Regions from separate parts of the Pan troglodytes genome. Here region 2 is linked to region 1. Evidence: chromatin contacts called from public capture Hi-C data. All regions are on one chromosome and are shown on one strand. Each heading gives the region's core, a stretch centred on a gene start, on an enhancer-like site or on the middle of the called end of the contact. The rest is flanking DNA. Distances are from core to core; before and after follow the strand shown.

Region 1 (4,248 bases), core at 1,053-3,552:
AAAAAAAATCAAAAGCAGATGCAAACCATTTTATGATCTCATGATCTCAAAACAAAGGGAAAAGAGTAAGATTCCATGTCTCCTAGAAGAATTAGTGATCTTAAGTTGCCTTGAGTGTCCAGAGGAGGCTAATGTTTTATTGTGTCTGTCATGTGGCTGATGAGAGACGTTCTATTAATGATGGTACTGAAGCCAGATGTTAAGTAACTTGCCCAATTTCACATAGGTAGTGTGTGACCAGCCTGGCTTTAACTCATAGCTTGTTCTCCAAAGACTGTGGTTTTTTGTTTGTTTTGTCTTTGTATTGTAGGGTAAGAAGGTTATGACCAGGCCCTTAAGTGTTATCAGAGAAATAAGGTCAATGGCCATAAATGTGGGTATGCAAAATTTCTTAGTAGGATGGCTAACCTTAGGGCTACCAGAATTGTATTCCTAAGTAAAACTATTTCAGGAAAGACAGGCTTGGGACTGGCACCCTTTTCATAAGAGCAAAATAAAATACCAAACTCTTCTGACCTTATAGTATCTTCTCTTCATGTCCACCACCACGACTCCTAACCATATTAAAAGAGAGGCCCCCAGAGAGCTGCCCTGAGGGTGGTCGGCGTGGCAGCTGGAAGGTCTGATGCACCCACTAACCCAGAGGACCTCTCATTTCTGTTATATGACACCCAGCAACGAGCAGGTCTCAGAGGACGGGGTTGGGTAGTTACTAGAGATGGGTAGTTACAGCCTGAGGACAAGACAAGATCCTGTGGCTCCTGAGGGACCCAGGAAGGCACAAGGAGCAGGTGTCAGCTCCAGAAGCCTTTCCTCTGCAGCTCCAGAAGCCTTTCCCCTGCAGGTCCCTGAGTCTTGGTGACACAGCCCTGTCCCATCAGGGAGCGAGTGCCCTTCCCCCGAGGAGAAGCTCCAGGGAAAGCAGCCCTGGGCATCACCCCCAGGCAGCAGCTGCTCATGCCCGAGAGAGGGAGCCCACCTTCCCCAGCTGTGGCTGCGCCCTTAGACCCCGAGGCCCAGCCACCACTGCTCGGTTTGGTCACTGACGATGCCTACAGATTGTGTCACCAGTTAGTCCAGAGCAAGAATTACCTCTCAGCTCAGTGCCCAAAAAATCGAGAGAGGGCTTGAATCCTAATCCATAGATAGGTGATTGACCACGTCATGGCATCTCCAGGAAGTTCTAATTTTTGAATAGATTTCTAGAAAGGACCAGATGTGTCCTTCTCAAGCTGTTCTCTCTTCTTCTCTTCCTCTTTCTCCCCCTCCCACTTCCTTTCCCCAAATCCAAACACTCAGGTGCTCAGAATGACGGAGACAGCTGTGCTGTAGCCCTTCGGGTTGGCCGGGGCAGCCTGGGTTTCTTTTGCTAGTTGGAGGACAAGGTGTGGAAGGCATAATGTAATCAAGTAGCAGCAACAGCTTCTACTCTAGAGATTTTTAGGCCCAGAAAGGACTGACTCTCCCCTCCCCTTTTTTTCTTTGGTTGAGACAGTCTCACTCTGTCGCCCAGGCCCAAGCTGGAGTGCAATGGCGCTATCTCGACTCACTGCAACTTCCGCCTTCCAGGTTCAAGCAATTCTCCTGCCTGAGCCTCCTGAGTAGCTGGGATTAACAGGCGTGAGCCATTATACCTGGCTAATTTTTATATTTTTAGTAGAGACGGGGTTCCACCATGTTAGCCAGGCTGGTTTCAAACCCTTGACCTCAAGTGATCTGCCCACCTTGGCCTCCCAAAGTGCTGGGATTACAGGTATGAGCCACCGCGCCCGGCCTGACTCTTTTCTGAAGCCTGCCCTGGGACTGACCTGGCCCTGAACAGAAAGAAGATGCCCAGCAGCAGCAGCACCATCATGAACCCCAGCGTAAAGCCCTCATAAGTTTCAGGTCTGTGTCAGTTAGTGTACGTGGGGAAACTTAGAGTAGCCATAGGTGCAGGTATCCGTGTGTCTGAAGAGGCAGCAGTACTTTTAATCCTGTTACAGAAGTAAAATTAAAAGAAAAAAACGCACACACAAAAAACCTTGCAACTCTTGCTGCATTTCCATTATTTACCATCAGGTGTCAGTAGACCACATGGGAAGAGGGAGCTTTAAGAGCCCGGGTGCTCAAGTACCTGCTTGGGGAGGCAGCGCCTCCTCCGTATTCCTGTGGATCTCTTAGTGGGAGTCATCCTAGGCACCTCCTTTCCCCGTGCCCGCTGCCCTCGTTCCACCCCTGGTCTGGTCTGCCCTTGTATTCCCAGCAATTCTACGCTGTAAGATGCCTTCTGTGTTCTCTGCAGGGCATCCCTCCCTGACTCACCCTAGCAATGGCCGGAATTCATGCATTTACTGCGTGCCAGCTTGCCCTAATCATCTGCTTTACTTATCAAAACAGCTCTCTGACATATGCACAACTAGTTAAGCAGATTGACAGATCAGGAAGGGGCCTGGAGAGATGAAGGGCAGCTTTGTGGGATGCATACATGTGGACTTTACCTGGGCGGTTTCACCAGAGGCAGAGCCATGAGGCAGAGGCGTGAGGCCACTCCTCTCTCCAAATCGTGCTAAATCACTGGCCTCTAAGTCGGCTCACAGGACAGCTTTTAATAGTTTCTGCTACCTCATGGCAAAGCCCAAAGGCTGACCTAATTCTTCCCAGCACAGTGCACAGGCAGAGGAGAGAGAGCGATTATGCAGGAGGGCAGCCTCCTTCCTGCCCCGGAGGCCCTGGCCCCAAGCACACCAGCTTTTTTGTCTTCTCCCAAATAAGTCATACTGGAAAGCTCTCTTGTCCTAGATTTAGGAGAGCAAATATCAGGAGGGTGCTACTTCTTTGGTCACAATCCAGCCGGGCGTGGTGGCTCATTCCTGTAATCCCAGCACTTTGGGAGGCTGAGGCAGGTGGATCACTTGAGGTCAGGAGTTTGAGTCCAGCCTGGCCAACGTGGTGAAATCCCGTCTCTCCTAAAAATACAAAAATTAGCTGGACATGGTGGCGCACGCCTGTAATCCCAGCTACTTGGGAGGCTGAGGCACAAGAATTGCTTGAACCCAGGAGACAGAGGTTGCAGTGAGCCGAGGTCAGACCGCTGCACTCCAGCCTTGGTGACAGAGCGAGATTCTGTCTTCAAAACAAACAAATCGTACTCTACACTTAAGTCCAGGTTGAGTAGTGTCCCCTGCCGAAAACTATATATTTAAATCCTAACCCCCCAGTACCCAGAATGTGACCTTATTTGGAACTAGGGTCATTGTAGATATTAGTTAAGATGAGGTCACACTGAAGTAGGGTGGGCCTCTAATCCAATATGACTGGTGTCCTTATTTAAAAGCGGCCATGGGAAGACAGACGCCCTGTGTGAAGATTGGAGTGATGCAGCTACAAGCCAAGGAATGCTGAAGGTTGCCAGCAAACCACTGGAATCTGGGAGAGCTGCAGGAAATAGATTCTCCCTCACAGCCTGCGGGAGGAACCAACCTTGCTGACACTTTGATTTTCAGACTTCCAGAACTGTGAGAGAATATATTTCAGTTGTTGAAACCACCTGGCCTGTGGTTCTTGGTTACAGTAGCCCACCCGAGCAAAGGAATATAGTTCCTATTCCAATGCCTTCTCTTCAGAGCCACGGGGTCTTCCCTGCGGCACGTCAGGACTGATGTCCCTGAGGGGCCCAGAAAGCCATAAGGAGCAGGTGCCAGCCCCAGAAGGCCTTTCCCTGTGGGATCTAGAGTCTCAGGGGCACAGCTCTGTCCGCTCCAAGGAGAAGCTCTGGAGAAGGCAGCCCTGGGCATCACCCCCAGGTGGCAGCTTTGCATGTCCGAGCCCACCTTCCCCCACTCTGGCTGGGCCTGTAGACCCAAGGCTCCGGGTGCCAGTGCTGGGGGTTTGTTCACTGGTGGTCGAATGTGCAGAGCGCTCACTCAGCGAACATTGAATTTCAGGCTGTCTTGCTCAGCCTAGGAGCTGTTTAGATTGGCCTTGTTTTATCTCAGCCGAGATAGATCTGCCCCACTAGAGCCTTAAAAGAGGCAGGTAGCCCAAGAGGTAATGTGGTCACGGCTGAGAAGGGACAGATAAAGGGGTTGGAGGGAGGGCCATCCCTTCTTGAGCAAGGTCTGAGCATCAGGAGGCCCGGAGGGGGCTACCTGGTGTTCTTCTCTCACCTGACCTTACCCCTTTTTTGTGGGGGCAGGTGCCAGGACTTAACCCTTTCTAGAGGCACCTTGGGTCTTAGCGAGGAAAGAGTACGTTGAATATTACTGA
Region 2 (4,248 bases), core at 714-3,213, 150 kb after region 1:
GTGTCACTGGTCATGATTCATAATCATGGCAAAATAAACTTTTAAATTGTTTGAGACCTATTTCAGATACTTTTTTGGTTTACAGATATATCAGTTTGGGTAAATTTACTGAGTATTTGTTATGCAGTCAAAGACACTGTGGAGGTCAGACAAGAAGAGTAAAGGGCTGGGTGCAGTGGCTCACACCTGTAATCTCACCATTTTGGGAGGCCAAGGTAGGAGAATCACTTGAGGCCAGGAGTTCAAGACTAGCCTGGTTAACAAAGTAAGACAAGCCCCCCTCATCTCTACAAAAAAAATAAAAACAAATAGACAGGCATGGTGGTGCATGCCTGTAGTCCCTAGCTACTTGGGAGGCTGAGGTGGAAGGATTGCTTGAGCCCAGGAGTGTGAGGCTGCAGTGAACTATGATTGTACCACTGCACTCCAGCTTAGGCAACAGAGCAAGACCTTGTCTCTTAAAAAAAGGAACAAATTCTAACCCCAGGGAATGTTTTTCTGGCCTTTTGACCTTTTCCAGGGGAATATCACTGTCTTCTGGACTTTTCCTTCATCGTTCACTCAGTCATTCATTTTTTGGCAAACATTTATTGAGCAACTTCTATGTTCCAGGCACATTAATGGGTGTTGAGGATATAAGAGTAGATTAAAACCAAACAACAAACCTTATCCTTAGGGATTTTTACATGTTCAAATACCTACCTTCAGGCTGGCATTCTCATAGTCCTGTAAAACTTTACTTATCACTGGGGCTGAGGAATCCCGTGCCAAGGCATTGCATGGCTACGGCTTAAGATATTCTCCTTTTATGGGATAAGTAGTGCTTATTCAAGATGGAACTGCAAAAAAGATGATATGGTTTGGTTCTGTGTCCCCACCCAAATCTCATCTTGAATTGTAATTCCCACCTCTTGACCGAGGGACCTGTAATCCCCACATGTGGAGGGAAGGAGTTGATTGGATCATGGGGGCAGTTTCCCCCATGCTGTTCTCATGATAGTGAGTGAGTTCTCATGAGATACGATGGTTTTACAAGTGTTTGGAAGTTCCTCCTTCGTTCTTCTCTCTCCTGCCACCTTGTGAAGAAGGTGCCTGTTTCCCCTTCTGCCATGATTGTAAGTTTCCTGAGGCCTCCCAGCCATGCAGAACTGTGAGTCAATTAAACTGCTTTCCTTTAAAAATTACTCCGTCTCAGGGAAGATCTCTATAGCAGGGTGAAAATGGACTAATACAAGAGAGAAATCTCAAAGACTGAAAGGAATGTTTTAATAATGATGGAATTTCAGATATTGTGCTGTGTTTTGAGGGTGGGAGGTTTGGGAGCACTGTTGGAAAATTCCTTGCATTCCCCAAAGAATACCACCCAAGCCACTTCCTACTCTGCCTGTGTGCCTGCCTGGCTCTGCCATTTGTGTCTCATCCTCAAGGTTAGCTGGGGTTACGCTGAGAGTTGTGGGAGCTATGAACCTACCCCTGGAGTTCAAAACAGAGCTCCATGGAGTTTCTCCTTCCCATATAAAGAAGAAAAAGAATTCCAATTTTAGTTGCTCTTTGCTTCTGTCTTCAAGGAGTTTATAATCTTCTAAGAGGAGAGAAATTACACATATATGCAATTACAAGAAAGGCACAGAGAAGGATTAGAGAAGTGCTAAGTGTGGAGAGGCTGTTTACAGCTGGAAGAATTGAGGGAGATTTCAGGAGAAGTGCTATTTGATTTGTTACATCATTATTTGGGAAAGTCAGGCCTTGCTTCAGTGAGAAGCTTGGTGAAAGAAGAAAATGTTTGAACTGCAATTGGGAAAGTGAAGCTTAATCAATGTTCCAGCACTAAAAGGCTCAAGGGAAGTGTTCTCATTTGGCCCCTGGAGATGATCCTGGAAATTGCTAGTCTAATATACCAGCATTCATTCACAGCCACCCCACTGCCCTATGTCCACATGCTAGTGGGTCTGGTCACTGTGCTGAAGGTCACTTTTCTGGAGGGCCTCTTCTGCCATCTGCCTTAGACCGAGCAGTCCTATTAAAGCCTGGAGTTTCTATAAAATTTGCATATGGTGGCCTGGTCAGCTCAATAGCAAGTTTCTCCCAACTCACTTTTCCTTTTTCCCTAGATATTTACCACATGGCTGTATTTCATGACTGGTGAACAAAGTGGGAATTAGCTTTTGCTTGGGAAAAGCTAATGCTTCAGTTTTGTCTTCTATATTTTGAAGCTGTGTTGGGTTGTGGGAGAGTGCAGTCATATTGCCGTGCATCTTGTATGTACACTTTTTGAAAACTGGGAAAAGTGAAAGGTAGCCCACGCTCCCATGATGAAGAAAGAACCCTGATGAGATCTATGGTTCTCTCAGAGACCTCACTGGTTGAGACAGGTCACAGGGAGAAACTGGAGTGCAGTTTTAAACTACTGCAATGTTGAATTTTCACAGTCATGGCTCTTAATTGGTCCTTGGCATCTGGGTTTGGTGCTCTTCTTCCTCCTGTCTCAAGAGGGCAGTCTGGCCACAGCTCTTTCCATGGAAGGGGTAGGGTAGGAGTGTGAAGACAGGTCCTGATGGTCACACGATGCCCTTCTTTCTCTTAATTTAGGTTTGGGAGCAGAGAGAACAAAAGATCCCACATGGGTCTTCAATTCTAAGCCACATGTTCCTGATTTGGAGTCTACAGGGCTTGCAAAACTGACAGTCATGCCATTGGTGTGTACATGCTCTCTTGAAGACCTCATGGAGAGCACAAATGATCTGCTGGGTAAGATTAGGCATTCCTGGGTCCTCAGTCACCAGATGTCAGCATCTATTTGTTTCCAATGAACTGTTGATTTAATCTCTTTCTCTCTCTGCAGCTCAGCCTCCTTAGCAGAGGCCTTTTATAATCTGTTCCCAACTGACCAGGCCATTTTCATCTTCTCTGCCATTGCTGCTGGCCATACAGAACTTCTGAGCATCCTGGATCTTTCCCTAGACTCTTTCAGGATGTCCTGCCCCTTTACATGCTATTTCTTCTTCCTGGAATTTCATCATTGTTATTTGATTGAGAAAAACCCCTTATTCAAGATACAACTCCAATATGTTGACCTTGGGAAAACTTCTCTAATGGACCCAACTCTACAGGGCTTGATCTTCCCCTGGAGGTCAGGGACCCTGTCATAGTCATCTATGTCCCTAGGTCTTAGCATCATGCCAGAGGCACAGTAGATGCCCAATTAATATCTGTTGACTGACTGGTGTGTCTGTCTGTGCAGGTGTACATGTGGCATTCTTGGGGTGAAGGACGATACAGTGAAGGAGCCTGAAGTAAGAAGGAACATGCTAGGTCCCTTTTTTTGTCAATGGACTGCATCCTTGGTACTTCTTGTTATACTTCAGAATAAAAATTAGCGGGGCAGAAGCTGTCATCTGTGTGTGCACCTCAGGAAAGACCCACTGCTCCTTGATCAAGCCAGGCGGCCCTGGTGCAGCCCGTCTGTGAATCATTTCTGATGAGTTCTAAATGGCTGCCTTTTAGAACCATCCCAGCCTCCTTGCAGATTTTAGCTTGCATTGCTGTCTCCTGGCTGTGGGGCCGGCATCCTCATTTCCGGGGCTGGAGCAGCCTGAAGCTTCTGGCTGTAAGACGGCGAGTGTCCACCAGAGGCTGCTGCTGTCATTCTCTGTCACTCCATCGATTCCCTTTCATTCTGGAGCCCTGACTCCATCATCCATTGCCCCTTTCCATTGCCTCCAGCTTCCAAGTGACAGATGGTCGTTTACTGACCTGCTGGTGACTTGGAGGTGGGGATGGGGTCCCTGAAACTCACAGATTTGTGTGAGAGACTTATATCATATATATAGACACACACATATATACACACACACACATATATATATTTTCCCTCATAGTTGAGGTGCTACTAGAACCTAGGCTTTTCCCATATATATATATATTTTATATATATTTATTATATATATTATATATACTCTTTATATATATACTTTACATATATTTTATATATATATATATATATATAGAGAGAGAGAGAGAGAGAGAGAGAGAGAGACAGACAGACAGACAGACAGACAGAGGGAGAGAACCTGGGAAAAGGCCAGGTTCTAGCAGCATCTCGAATATGAGCAGGAAAAAGGACCTCTGCTTCCATCCTCCACGGAGCACCTCTCTCACTCCCTGCAAGGGCTGCCAGGTTGGGGTTAGGTCATGGCTGGTACTTAAGTCCCTGATTGCCAGGGAGGATAGGATGCTCCCCTAGATGTG

What was found. Capture Hi-C pulls out chosen DNA fragments and counts their contacts.
Region 2: a contact with region 1 is called in a capture Hi-C map of stem cell-derived neural stem cells, with 7 times the contacts expected there. The contact joins two enhancer-like sites. A contact is called at or near these places in 5 of 7 Hi-C or Micro-C datasets (blood, induced pluripotent stem cells, a lymphoblastoid cell line and 1 more) and 1 of 1 other capture datasets (stem cell-derived neural stem cells).

Annotation. Positions count from the first base shown.
Region 1 is chr7:28,538,454-28,542,701 of NHGRI_mPanTro3-v2.0_pri, forward strand. No RefSeq gene overlaps it. Among named protein-coding and RNA genes, the nearest start is that of ATP6V1B2, 35 kb to the left of the region's middle. Within about 2 kb of position 2,303, at least 4 of the 24 cell types and tissues checked have an H3K27ac peak or open chromatin away from gene starts, as enhancers often do. A contact at or near this core is called in stem cell-derived neural stem cells, where this site is marked.
Region 2 is chr7:28,685,653-28,689,900 of NHGRI_mPanTro3-v2.0_pri, forward strand. No RefSeq gene overlaps it. Among named protein-coding and RNA genes, the nearest start is that of LZTS1, 75 kb to the left of the region's middle. Within about 2 kb of position 1,964, at least 2 of the 24 cell types and tissues checked have an H3K27ac peak or open chromatin away from gene starts, as enhancers often do. A contact at or near this core is called in stem cell-derived neural stem cells, where this site is marked.